Linked DNA regions of Mus musculus: all the other regions are linked to region 2. A link is a contact called in public Hi-C data. All regions are on one chromosome and are shown on one strand. Each heading gives the region's core, a stretch centred on a gene start, on an enhancer-like site or on the middle of the called end of the contact. The rest is flanking DNA. Distances are from core to core; before and after follow the strand shown.

What was found. Hi-C and Micro-C count contacts between places; a contact is called where the count stands out from the background.
Region 1: a contact with region 2 is called in a Hi-C map of cortical neurons, with 2.2 times the contacts expected there. The contact joins two enhancer-like sites. A contact is called at or near these places in 6 of 484 Hi-C or Micro-C datasets (the N1E-115 cell line, cerebral cortex, cortical neurons and 2 more).
Region 3: a contact with region 2 is called in a Hi-C map of cerebral cortex, with 1.9 times the contacts expected there. The contact joins two enhancer-like sites. A contact is called at or near these places in 6 of 484 Hi-C or Micro-C datasets (Sertoli cells, cerebellar granule neurons, cerebral cortex and 3 more), 1 of 115 datasets of contacts at active chromatin or transcription factors (neural progenitor cells) and 2 of 9 other capture datasets (adipose tissue and pancreatic islet).

What each region holds. Positions count from the first base shown.
Region 1 is chr9:121,000,253-121,004,124 of GRCm38.p6, forward strand. All of the region lies in intron 35 of Ulk4 (unc-51-like kinase 4), which reads right to left. Among named protein-coding and RNA genes, the nearest start is that of Gm34945, 25 kb to the left of the region's middle. Within about 2 kb of position 1,644, at least 56 of the 459 cell types and tissues checked have an H3K27ac peak or open chromatin away from gene starts, as enhancers often do. A contact at or near this core is called in cerebral cortex and cortical neurons, where this site is marked.
Region 2 is chr9:121,073,081-121,076,961 of GRCm38.p6, forward strand. Ulk4 (unc-51-like kinase 4) reads right to left here. Exons shown (of 37, transcript NM_177589.3): 34 at 838-936. Among named protein-coding and RNA genes, the nearest start is that of Gm34945, 98 kb to the left of the region's middle. Within about 2 kb of position 2,416, at least 17 of the 459 cell types and tissues checked have an H3K27ac peak or open chromatin away from gene starts, as enhancers often do. A contact at or near this core is called in cerebral cortex and cortical neurons, where this site is marked.
Region 3 is chr9:120,960,319-120,964,216 of GRCm38.p6, forward strand. It overlaps Ctnnb1 (catenin (cadherin associated protein), beta 1), which reads left to right. Exons shown (of 15, transcript NM_007614.3): 15 at 1-189. Among named protein-coding and RNA genes, the nearest start is that of Mir7090, 7.2 kb to the left of the region's middle. Within about 2 kb of position 1,588, at least 106 of the 459 cell types and tissues checked have an H3K27ac peak or open chromatin away from gene starts, as enhancers often do. A contact at or near this core is called in cerebral cortex, where this site is marked.

The DNA of each region.
Region 1 (3,872 bases), core at 394-2,893, 74 kb before region 2:
TTTTAATCCAATGCTTATTCATTTGGCAAATTCCAGAATATGCGCCACTGTCCTGGTTGGAAACAGTTTCCAGATACACCACCATCGAAGCCAGAGCGGGAGCTCAGTGCTGGCCTAGCATGCATGAAGGCCTGGCTTTGAACCCATGACACACTGCATAAGCCATGTGTGGCTGAACATACCCATGATCCCAGGGCTAAGGAGTTAGAGGCAGGGGGATCAGGAGTTCAAGGCCATCCTAGGCTACAAAGGGAGTTTGAAGCCAGTCTCTACATGAGTCTGGGCCTCTAACAAAAAACATCCAGACATGGAAATCTCAGGTGAGGTATTCCTGGTCCTGAAGAAAGAATTTTATTCTTATAAACAAAACACCCACAGTATGAACGAATTCTATGCATATGTATTCATGCATGTATATTTATAAATTAACTTATACATATGCATAATCCATTTACACATATGTAACAGAGCAGAACACGGTCTTTATCATCTTCTGGGCAGAGTCATGGCACAGGGCATTGGTGTAGCTGCCACTACAGGCCTCAGCGTGTGTGGGCTGGGAGTGTGGGAGGTGTTTGCAGCTCAGGCTCCCTGAAAGAGATGCTCCACACAGCTCTCTCTGCAGGCAGCAGATCCAGTATTCTGGTACTGAGAACACAATCATGTCTCACAAATCAATACAGACTATTCTTCATATTTGATTCCTGAATACAGGTTTGCAGTTAATTCATTATTAACTAATGTGCAAGTTAAGAGTGCTGATGGAGCAGTCTGCACGGCAGTCCCCAGCTCTTTGCTTCATCGGCCCACAGTGGCTGGCAAGGGTACTCATTCCAGGAAGGATGTTTATACTCTTGGTAGGGTGACGTCACCACACTACCCTCTTTGTTAAGAGTCAAGGAAAGATACTGGGTAGAGTCTGTCTCAAGGCCAAGGCAGCTGACAGGATACAACGTAGATGTTTCCCAGGCAAAGGAAAATTTGGACGGTTTATTTCAAGCTATTCAGAAAGGCTTCTGAGAGAGCATGTGTTTTGGGTTGAGGATAGACATGGTAAAAGGCCCAGAAGACAGGGATAACATAACCAGACAGCACTCAGTCAGAGCAGGCAAGCCCCCTTCCCACCTCCCAAGAGAGGGTGGCAGGGCCCTGGCAGATGCTGTGGGTGGGAGCTCTAACAGGTGGACCAGGAGAGACACTGTAAGAAAGCTATCACTGCGCATAGGTGCTGGGTGCCTGCCTGCCGTTTACAGGTTTTTAATGAGGTGAATGGCGCAGGATCTTAGCTTTAAGGGTGATTCGGTTTATTTCCTTTGGGGAGATGAACAGAGAATAAATAGAAGGAAAAGGAAAAAGAAGTTTGGAAGGAGAGGGAGGTTTCTGTGCAGAGAAGGCAAGGTCAGTCTTGGCAGCTTCCATTTACCTTCTTGCTCAGTGCATCCTGGGAAATGTCCTGCTGGACAAAGTCCCCAGGGCACTTTGTCCAAGAGCAAATTGCAGCAAATTCCACCCTGTTAGGTTTACCTCACTGTTCCAAGTATACCTCAGTCGCAGCAGATCTCGGCCACTTAGGCCCCATCCCCCACTTTCCTTGGCAGAGTTCCTACACCCTGTGTCCTCCTTCTCCCTGGGATAGTTTGGCTTCCTGCCTCCTCTGTGGTCTCCAGAAGCCACACCCCCTCCACCGAGGACAGAAGCGGCCCTAGGACCCCTATTAATGTAATTAACGCCTTTGCATCGCTTTCAAGTACAGCCATTATGGAAACCAGAATCCAGATGTGTGGTGGTTGCATCTCAATACACACCCATTCTGTGCCAGAGGCTGCCCAGGGTTGCCAGCCTGCTTAAGTACTGGTGGTGCTAATTACCGTGATAACGTGTGTTTATGTGGCGCCATCCTGCCCCAGCCACCTCCATGAGCACCAAGGCATGCAATTAACCATTGAGTATAAAGAGCAATAGCTAAGAGGAGTTTTCAGAAAGGGACCAGGGCCAAGCTTAACGCATGGCATGGCATGGCATGGCGGCTCTTCTTTCCTCAGGGAACAGGCTGTACGGGTGAGTCAGAGCTGAGGGGCACACTGAAATCTGAGCATCTCCCATCCTCAAGGCCTTTGTGAAGTCAGACCGGACCCAACTGCCAACTTGAGTGAAGAAGACTCAGCATGCCTGAGCTTGAAGCCAGAAGAGCAAGGCATGCCGATGTCAGAACCCTGGGGGTGTGGGGGATCCGGACAGACTGGGATGGTCAACCCTAGGAAGACATAGGGAGTAGGAGGGTTGGAGTACTCCACAGTGAGGGTGAAGAATGACCTCCCCCCCCCCCTCCGCTCCTGGGAACAGGAGGAAGAGAGGGCGCTACACAGCATGTGTGACTACAGTATCTAAAAGCTTGGAGTCTGGAGGGTTAGAGGTGGGGTGTGATCGGCAACAGAAAACCTGGGTCAGGCCCATGGAAGGGCAGCCTGTGCTCTGTGGCAGAACATCGCAGGGAACCCACACATACCTAGATAGTGCATTTTCAGAGGGATGCTGGCAAGTGAGACAGAGGGCAAGAGGTCAGAACCTTCCCCAGACAGAGGGGAAGGTGTGGACACCGAGATGAGAAGAGAGAGAGGCAGGGGACAGGGGTGTGTCAGTCAGCTCCCCGTCGCTACAACAAATGCCAGAGATGATCAGCATGGAGAGGAAGGGTCGATTTGGCTCCTGGTTTCAGAGTTCTCACCGTCCCTGGCTGCAGGCTGCATTGTTCCTAGGGCTGGGGATGGTAGTACATGCACCCTGACAGTAAGGGGCAGAACTAATGGCCAGTCACGGAGGGAAGTGAAAACATAGGAGGGGCTTGAGCTGGACTGGCCCCTTTGGAGGCAGGCTTCCAAAGACCTTCCCACCAGGCCCCAGGGCTCAAAGGACCGTGTCACATCTCAATAACAACATCAGGGACCACACCCACAGCACACAGGCCTTTAGGGGCTGTCTTAGTCAGGGTTTCTATTCCTGCACAAACATCATGACCAAGAAGCAAGTTGGGGAGGAAAGGGTTTATTCAGCTTACACTTCCACCGTGCTGTTCATCACCAAGGAGGTCAGGACTGGAACTCAAGCAGGTCAGGAAGCATGCAGAGGCCATGGAGGGATGTTACTTACTGGCTTGCTTCCCCTGGCTTGCTCAGCCTGCTCTCTTATAGAACCAAGACTACCAGCCCAGAGATGGTCCCACTCACAAGGGAACCTTCCCCCTTGATCACTAATTGAGAAAATGCCTTACAGTTGGATCTCATGGAGGCATTTCCTCAACTGAAGCTCCTTTCTCTGTGATAACTCCAGCTGTGTCAAGCTGACACAAAACTAGCCAGTACAGGGGCCAATTCAAATCAAACTACAGAGGTGAGTTACAGAAGCGGGGTTGATGCAGTGTGGAGGCACCAGGCAAAGCGAGATCAGTGGAAGCTCCATCTCCATAAAGGCATAAGTGGAAGCCCAGTTTTAAAATTTGCAGGGATTCCTGATTCAGGATTTGTTTGTGACTGTTAATTTCAACTGTCTGCTTGACTGGATTCAGAGACACTGAGTATTGGCGTGCAAAGGTGACCTTTCCACAGCGGCTTAATGATGAGGGAAGACCCATCCTGAATGTGGAAGGACCATGCCATGGGTTGGAGTTAAAGACTGAATAAGAAGGGAAAGGGAGGAAGCTAGGGGAGCAAGGATATCCCCCTAGTCTTGATCCACTGAGACATGAACAACCCCAGTCACACATTTCTACCATCATTAACAGCGCAGTGACTTCCTCACCGTGATGAACTGTCTCCCTCAAACCACGAGTCTATGTCTTTAAATCATTCCCAGCGGGTATTGGTCTCAGCACTGAG
Region 2 (3,881 bases), core at 1,166-3,665:
TTCATACAATTATTCACCCAAATTACATTGGTGGTCCCTGAAGCCACAGGGCAGTAAACACCAAATGCTGTCCTGACCTCACCAGTGAGCTGCCGGGCTCACAGAGGCAGGGGCCAGAGGCACACAGCGCTTGCTCGTCTGGTTCTGGAGGCACGAACAGGCCCACTTTCATGGATCTCCATGAGGCCTTTTGCTTTCTATAAGTTATGGAGTTTTACCAGTGGGCTCCAGCTGGCTGCTGTCTAAGGGGAGCCACCCAGCTCCCTGTTTCAGTGTGGTTGAAACCGTTGAGCTGGCTGGAGTTCCAGGTAAGCCCTGGTCTCACCCAGAAGTTCAGTGGCTTTGTATAATCCTGCTTGTTTTCCCCCTGCCCTATCCAGGGTGAGGGGCTTGTGTCTAGATGACTCTTGGAAGGCAGTGGATTTGTCCTTTCTTAGGGAAAGTCACTGCGTTTTTATCATACTTTCATTAAGAACTAATTGGATTTGATTCTGCCCTATTTATTAATTGTATGCATGTATGTATAGATTAATCTACCCATCTTGAGACAGGGTCTCACTGTGTAGTTCATACCCACTATTACACATCTGTCTCTCAAGAGCTCATTTAATATATGTACAGCATTTTACTTGGACATTAAATATTATCTCAGTGATAAGCCACCTGGCCTAAAGTCAAGTATAAATTTAGTATTTTATAAAACAAGTGGCCGCTGGGGGCTCCTTTGGTTCCAGTTCTGAAGGGAATCAAAATAACAGGAGCTCACGCATTTGTGAAATTCAGATAAAATTGTTTCAGTCTCTGCACTTCTGCAGATGCACACAGGTGAGCCCTTACCAGTGGGATAAGCAGGCTGATGAGGTCTGTGAGTGGTTTGCTGAGAAGCAGCAGGTCCTCTGCAGCCTGTGTGTCCCCTCTTGAGCCTGACTTCTGGACCTGGAACAAAGGAAAGGAAATGCATGGAATCCAGGTGGTTCGTCAGCTTGACTGTGTGAGGCCTGTGCACTCGGGGACACGATGAGAGGGGCTGAGGAGGGCAGGGCTGCCCTGTCCCCAAGTGCTGGAAGGATGGAGGCCCTGGAAGGGACACTGTGCTTCAGGACACTGTGACAGCAGTGCAGACCTGAAGAGTCCTAGGCAACACAACAAGGAGGGGGGAGGGGCTGCTGTAGGAAGGGTGGTGGGACACTTTGTGGTGGGGTACTTTGTGGGGGGACACTTTGTGGAGGAACACTTTGTTAGTTACTTTCCTCATCTCATCACCGAGACCAAAACTCTCAAAGGTGCAACTCTGTGAAACATGGTGCTTTGTGAATTCAAGGCCAGCCTAGGACACAAATCATGTCAGGCCAGCCAAGAGTACACAATGGGATCCTGACTCAAAACAAATCCCACAACAAAGGAGGAGCTGTGGGGAGGAGGGACTCACTCTGGTCACAGCAAAGGAGGAGCTGTGGGGAGGAGGGACTCACTCTGGCCACACTTTGGGGGTCTGGTCAGTGAAGGGGGTGGGGGTGGGAGCCTGAGGCCACCTGCTCATGTCTCAGTGGATCAGGAAACCTCAAGCTCCACACTCAGCAACCTTCTTCCTCCAATGAGGCTCCACCTCCTAGAGGTTCCATGACCTTCCCAAACAGTACCACCAGGTGGGGACCACAAGTTCAAAACCACACACCCAGTGGGGGACATTTCCTATTCAAAGCTCACACATTCTATAGCCTGCAGTGGGTGAGCACCCATCTTCCCTGCACTGGGTGAGCGCCTTATCTCCAGACTTCTGGCCCTACTTTCCAAGTGAGAAAATTGAAGTGTAGAAACTCTTATTGTGGGTGACAGCCAGAGAGATGTCTCAGTGGGCTACAGTGTTTGTTACTTAAAATAAGGGACCTAAATTCGGATTCCCTGCACTCAAATGAAGAGCCAGACAAGGCTGTGTGGGAGGAGATAGGAGACTCTCTGAAGCTCACTGCCCTCCGTCTTAGCTTCAGGTTTATTGAAAGGCTCTGCCTCAGGGAAGGAAGCAGAGAGTGAAGGAGGGAGACACCTGACCACTCGCTCTGGCCTCTGAGTGCACCTGAATGTATGCATGCCATATACCACACACACACACACACACACACACACACACACACACACACACCAAAAACATTGGGGGAGGGGATGAAAGGAAACTTGAATTTAGTTATCTAAAGTCACATATAAGTAACTGGGCCAGAGGTCAAACCAAGGCTATCCAACACCAAGTCACACCACTCATCCCCATGGATGTCTCTGTGCACACCCCTACACTCCCAGTTCACACCACTCACTCACACACACACACACACACACACACACCGTGTCTCTGTGCACACTACCACATTCTCAGTTGGATCTCCAATGGCAACCACATGCTCAAGTAACGCCCACGCAGAGCATCTGCCCATCCCATGCTACATGGCCAGGCTCCAGGGATGGCTCTCCACAACTTGAGACTCTGTCTGGGTTACCTTCCTGTTGCTATGATTAAATTACCCTGACAAGAGCAGCTGAAGAAGAAGGGCTTTATTCTGGCTCGGAGTTCAAGGGTACCATCTCCTGAGGCAGGGAAGTCCGGACAGACGGAGGGAAGCTTGAAGCAGCCTGTAGCACTGCATCCAAGGTCTGGAGGCAGAAAGCCATGGATGCATGCCTGTTCAGCTAGCTTTCTTCATTTCTAGTCTGGGATCTCTGCCCACAGAAGGTCCTGCCCAGTCAAGACAGGTCTCCCCACCTCAGTAAACACAGTTGAGGTAACTCCTCCCAGTTTTGCCTAGAGGCTTGTCTTCCAGGTCAGTCCAGATCCTGTGGACCTGAGAACTTTAGCCACTATGCATAGGCTTCAACTGTACCAGGATAAGAGTCAAGTCCTTCTGATCTGGGCTATACCCCATGGGCCTTCATAGAACTAATTGCAAGGGGTTTTACCACAGAAATGAACAGCTTTATATTCAGAACAGGTTCGATACCGCCTTCGCTTTAGAATGCACAGTTTGTTCAGATGCTTCTCTGTCTTTGCTTTTAGAACATGACCTCAGCCTGACCTTGCAGAGCAGGCCTCTCTGCCCTAGATCATGAACCTGGACTCCAGGGTCCATCCGTAGAAAGCCAAGACTCCCCCCCTCCCCCGACACTTCAGGCCTACAAACGGAATTTCACCTGCCTGCTTCTCTTACTGCTACTATTGGAACAGAAGGACTTTGTTGAGAATCCGACACCTTTCCTGGCTGAGGGGAAGAATAGCAACTGTTAGCTTGCTCCCCTCTGCCTCCTCCTCATCTACCTTTCTAAGAAAAGCAGTTTTCTCCTGGAGACCTGGGCCTCTCTGCATCTTGGCTGTTGATCCCCCGCCTTCCCTTCGGAGGCACAGGCTGATGTGGAGAAGCAGCCTTTGCACATTAAACATTAACACATTATCCCGGAGCTCGCGGAGCTCGCGCTGATGTTTCCTGCTAAGGCTAAGACAGGCTTGCAAATTAGGATGTGGGCTGCAGCAGGGGCGGTGGGGCCAGCGCTTCGGTCCCAAGGCTTCTGAGCTGGCAGGTGAGGCCACAGAACACTTGCCCTCAGGACACCCGGTGGGTCATCAAGCAGTGCCTAGACCCTGCCGTGGCAGCTATGTGCCACCTCTCTACAGTGTCAGGGACTCCAGAGACCTCAACTTTGCATAACTTGGCAGCTTATGAGAGGAACACATTAAAACTCAGAGCAAGGACTCACCCAGTCTGTAGTGGAAGCCCTGTATAGTGAAAGACTTTGTGTGGATGTGGCGGCCTCCCAAGAGGCTCAGAGAAACTGCAGAAGCCCAGAACTGCCTGTGCCCCCACCTCGGCATCTCGCTCTCTAGGTTGGCCTCCGGACAT
Region 3 (3,898 bases), core at 338-2,837, 110 kb before region 2:
TGTTTTTGAACAAAAACTTTATCGGGGATACGTGCGGTAGGGTAAATCAGTAAGAGGTGTTATTTGAGCCTTGTTTTGGACAGTATACCAGTTGCCTTTTATCCCAAAGTTGTTGTAACCTGCTGTGATACAATGCTTCAACAGATGCGGTTATAGAAATGGTTCAGAATTAAACTTTTAATTCATTCACTTGTGTCATTTTGTTTGTTTGTCGTGAGATGGTTGCTCAGGGTGATGAAGGCGCCCAGCTTGCCCAGGGGAAGGAAGGGGCGCTGTCGGGGTACCCGGGCTGTCTGGGTAGAGAAGGACCAAGTCTGGATGGGAGTGCTCGGTGACCCTTAGCAGTGTCACATCAAAACCCAGGCAAACCACAGGAAGGAAGCCTTTGTAGGCCTTGAATATTGTCACTGGCTGACTGCACTTCTGACCAAAGGGCTGAGGAAGCCTGTGTAACCAGCCCTTCAGCTCACCCTCTCGCCCAGGAGCAGGCAGGCTTCCTGCAGTAGTCTCTGTGCTACACTGAGCAGCAGCTAGAGCTGGAGCTGACTAAGCTGACTAAGCCTCCTTAGGCTGCTGCCGTCCCACTGCAGGAGTGAGGCTCTGCCTGGGTTTGAACTTAAACATCATTGCTAGTGAGGCTCACTTGGAGAGGACAACCCTTCTAGTCATTTCAACCAGTAACCGTGTTTATCTGATCTTAAAACCAAAATGGGCTCCTTCCCTGTGGCCTGCCAGATGATCTGTCATTTTGGTGGTAGGTCTGTCAAGCAGACTTTGTACACATTTCCTACAAAGAAAGATGTGTTACAACTCGTGGTTGGGTTTTCTAAAAAGTGAGAATTTGTGTTGTGCTTTCCTGAGTCTTAAGATTGTGCCTGTTAAATTCACAGGAGGAAGAGGGTCCTGTGAGGAAGTCCTCAGAGATACCTTGGTGGGGTCCGGCTAACAGGGGTAGAGCTTTACTCCAGTCACCCTTTTATGTGAGGGACCGCAGCAGGGTATTCCGTATGGTGGTAGTTCTGGAATACCTAGAAGCACAAGGATGATACAGAGCCAAGTCCTACCTGCAGAGGTGGCAAAGGGACAGAAGTGCAGATGGGTGCTGTCTGAGATGTAGGCATGCCTCACGGGCAGTGGTTGGAGGCTTGTAGGAAAGCAAACACCATACTCTACTAGCACTTTAGCACACTCGGTAGGGCAGCATTCACAGAGGCATGCCTGGAGGGGTGAGGTGCACAGGATGCTGGCAGGCACCCACACGTCTGAAGCAATGCTGTAGGTGGGAGCTCCTAAGCAGCTGTCCTGGTTCTGACACAGGTGCAGGTGAAGGGAAGGGAAGATGGGGCTTCCAGAGCAGCTTTCTGACTGCAGCTCCAGTTTTGAGCTGTCCTTGGGAGCTAGACACCTGACTCCTTCCTCTGCAGCAGCCACCACGCCAAGGGCACAGATGAGGTACTTTGATCTGGGTCCTGATAGTGAAAGGTGCTGGCAAGATAAGCAGCTGCTCTTGATCTGACAGGTCTGATGGCTGTCTGTTCTCTAGAGAGAGATCTTCTACCACACTGCCTCCTGAAAGTAGTATCCTGAGTACAATTATAAACTGGTGAGATCTGAAGGAGAAGGCAGCATTGTGGAATGTGGTCTGTCCATTCTCCTACCCCTGACTCCTCAACTGCCAACATTAGAAGAAGTTATAGGTCTCTTCAGTCAGTGGTGAGGCCAAGCAAGCAGCCCCAGAGAGGGCTGGCTCAGCAGGCGAAAACCTGGTCATCCTAGTTGGAGTTCTGGAGCCTGTATTTTTAAAAAGCCAGATGTGGCAAGAGAAACCCTGCCTCAGGCTGGTGAGATGACTCAGCGGGTCAGAGTTGATCCAGGTAGCAGAGGGGAAGCCAACTTCCCCATTCCACAAGCAGCAGTGGTACCCAGTAAATGAAAGTGAGATTGTGTTTTTAAAAAGGCACTGTCTTCACAAAGTGGAAGGCAACGGACCCCAGAGAGCAGTGCACTGGGGTGGACAGGCACACAATTTTTCAAAAGGAGAGGCAAAGACCTCTTAGACTGGGAAGAGTGCCATTTGTATTTCCAAGAGATCTTCATGAACAATAGAAACCACACCCTGTGTCTGTTTGGGGTGGGGCCAGCAGACTGTAAGCCAGATATTCTCAAGAGCTTGAGGTGCTGTCAAAGGCAGAGCATTGTGGGTAATAGAAACTCCCAACAGCTAAATAAGCTGTCACATGGCCATTTTAGTGAGCATTCAGTAAAAGACTCCAGTGTGGCTGAGTGCATCAATAGAAAAGTAGAACATGGCTGCTGCCCTTGGGGCATATGGGGTCTTGAACAGAGCCACTACAAAAACAAAGAGACTACCTGCTGCACAAGGTTGAGTAGCATCTGTGATTCTGGGCCTGTTGCCTCTTGGTTAAAGCTGCTAGTCACATCCTCTACCACTGGGGTCCCAAGCTTCTGCCTAGGCCAACCATATGACCAAGAAAGTCACAAGAGGCCAATGATTCTTTGCCTTCTTGTGCTGCCTTTGAGGTTACCACAGCTGAGCCACCCGGACTGTGGCTGGTTTTTCAGTGTCTGGGGAAGGGAGTAAAGGCCGTTTGTGAGCTGGCTGGGATGGGGGAGCAAACCCTCCACTCACCTTGTGCAGCAGCTCTCTGCTGGAATAGAGCACAGGATATGCCAGCCCAGGGTCCCCGGAGTCTGTGAGTGCACACAGAAAACAAAAGATGGCCACCACAGCTACCTAGGTATCCTCAGGGCAGCTGTGGCCACTTACTTTCTGGTATTTCTTGAGGGCAGCACAACCAGCCCCTACTTTCAGGCTATGGTTTAGGGCAAAGGCTTGAGCTGGGGCCAGCCGCCTGCCTGGTGCTCTGCTTCTGTCTGTGCCTGGTGTGCTTAGTGGCTGCTGGAGTTAGGGAGTGAGGCTGCAGTGCAGGCTGGAGCCTGGGCCAGCACAGGGCAGGGAGGCGGGGCAGAGGAGGAGCTGTGCTTGCCTCCTTCCCCCCACTAGCCAGTGTGTTCATCTATTCCACAGTAGTTTATAAGCTTGGGGAGCAAGCCATATCACCTTGAGTGGGAGAAGCAGGGAATGGGAGGCGTGGGCGGTGGCTGCCAGGCCTAGTGTCTAGCAAGACAGCAACCCTGCTTCACACCCCAGGCCCCTTGCCTGTAAAATCACCTGGCAGAATGTCCTGGAATGTTAAAGCCTTCCTGGTTTAGATTGTTCTATGTTCTTCTGAAAAGGGGAGAGGAAGAGGAATGTCTTGTTGTTTTGAAGCAGCTTCTAGCAAGATTCCAGAACTCAAGCACTGGGCAGAAAGGGGAGCTAAGACCCGAACCTGCTTCCTTAGGACACTTAGCCACAATCACTGCATAATGCAGCCAGGCCAGGTCCACATGGGCACACAGCTTGGTGAAAGACCACTCTTAGCTGCATGGAATCCTTAGTGCTTCTGTGTCTGTCACCTCATCCAATTCCTGCTCAGGACAGTGGAGCCCTGAGTCCAGTCATACCAAGGGGCCTTGTAGGCAAGAGGAGGGCCTGCCTGGCCCAGGAAGCTGAGGCCTTTGCGGTTGGTTGGGCATGGTATGGCTGTTTTCATCATGGGGCTAAATGGGAGCTGGCAGGCTCTCCATATCACCGTGTCCGTGTCAAGGCAAGGCTGCTGCTAGCAGTAGGACCAGCTTCCCTACTACAGAAGGGGCCCTCTGCCCACTGGCCCAACCTGGGCCAGCTGCTTCTGGACATGGCTCATGTGTGCACACTCCTCCCCAGAATTGTCACTTGGCACATGGCATAGATTGTAAGGAATGAGGGCCAGTTGGGAGAAGCAAATGTGCCCTGACACCAGCATCCCCACAACTGCTGGACTCTAGTGTCCTG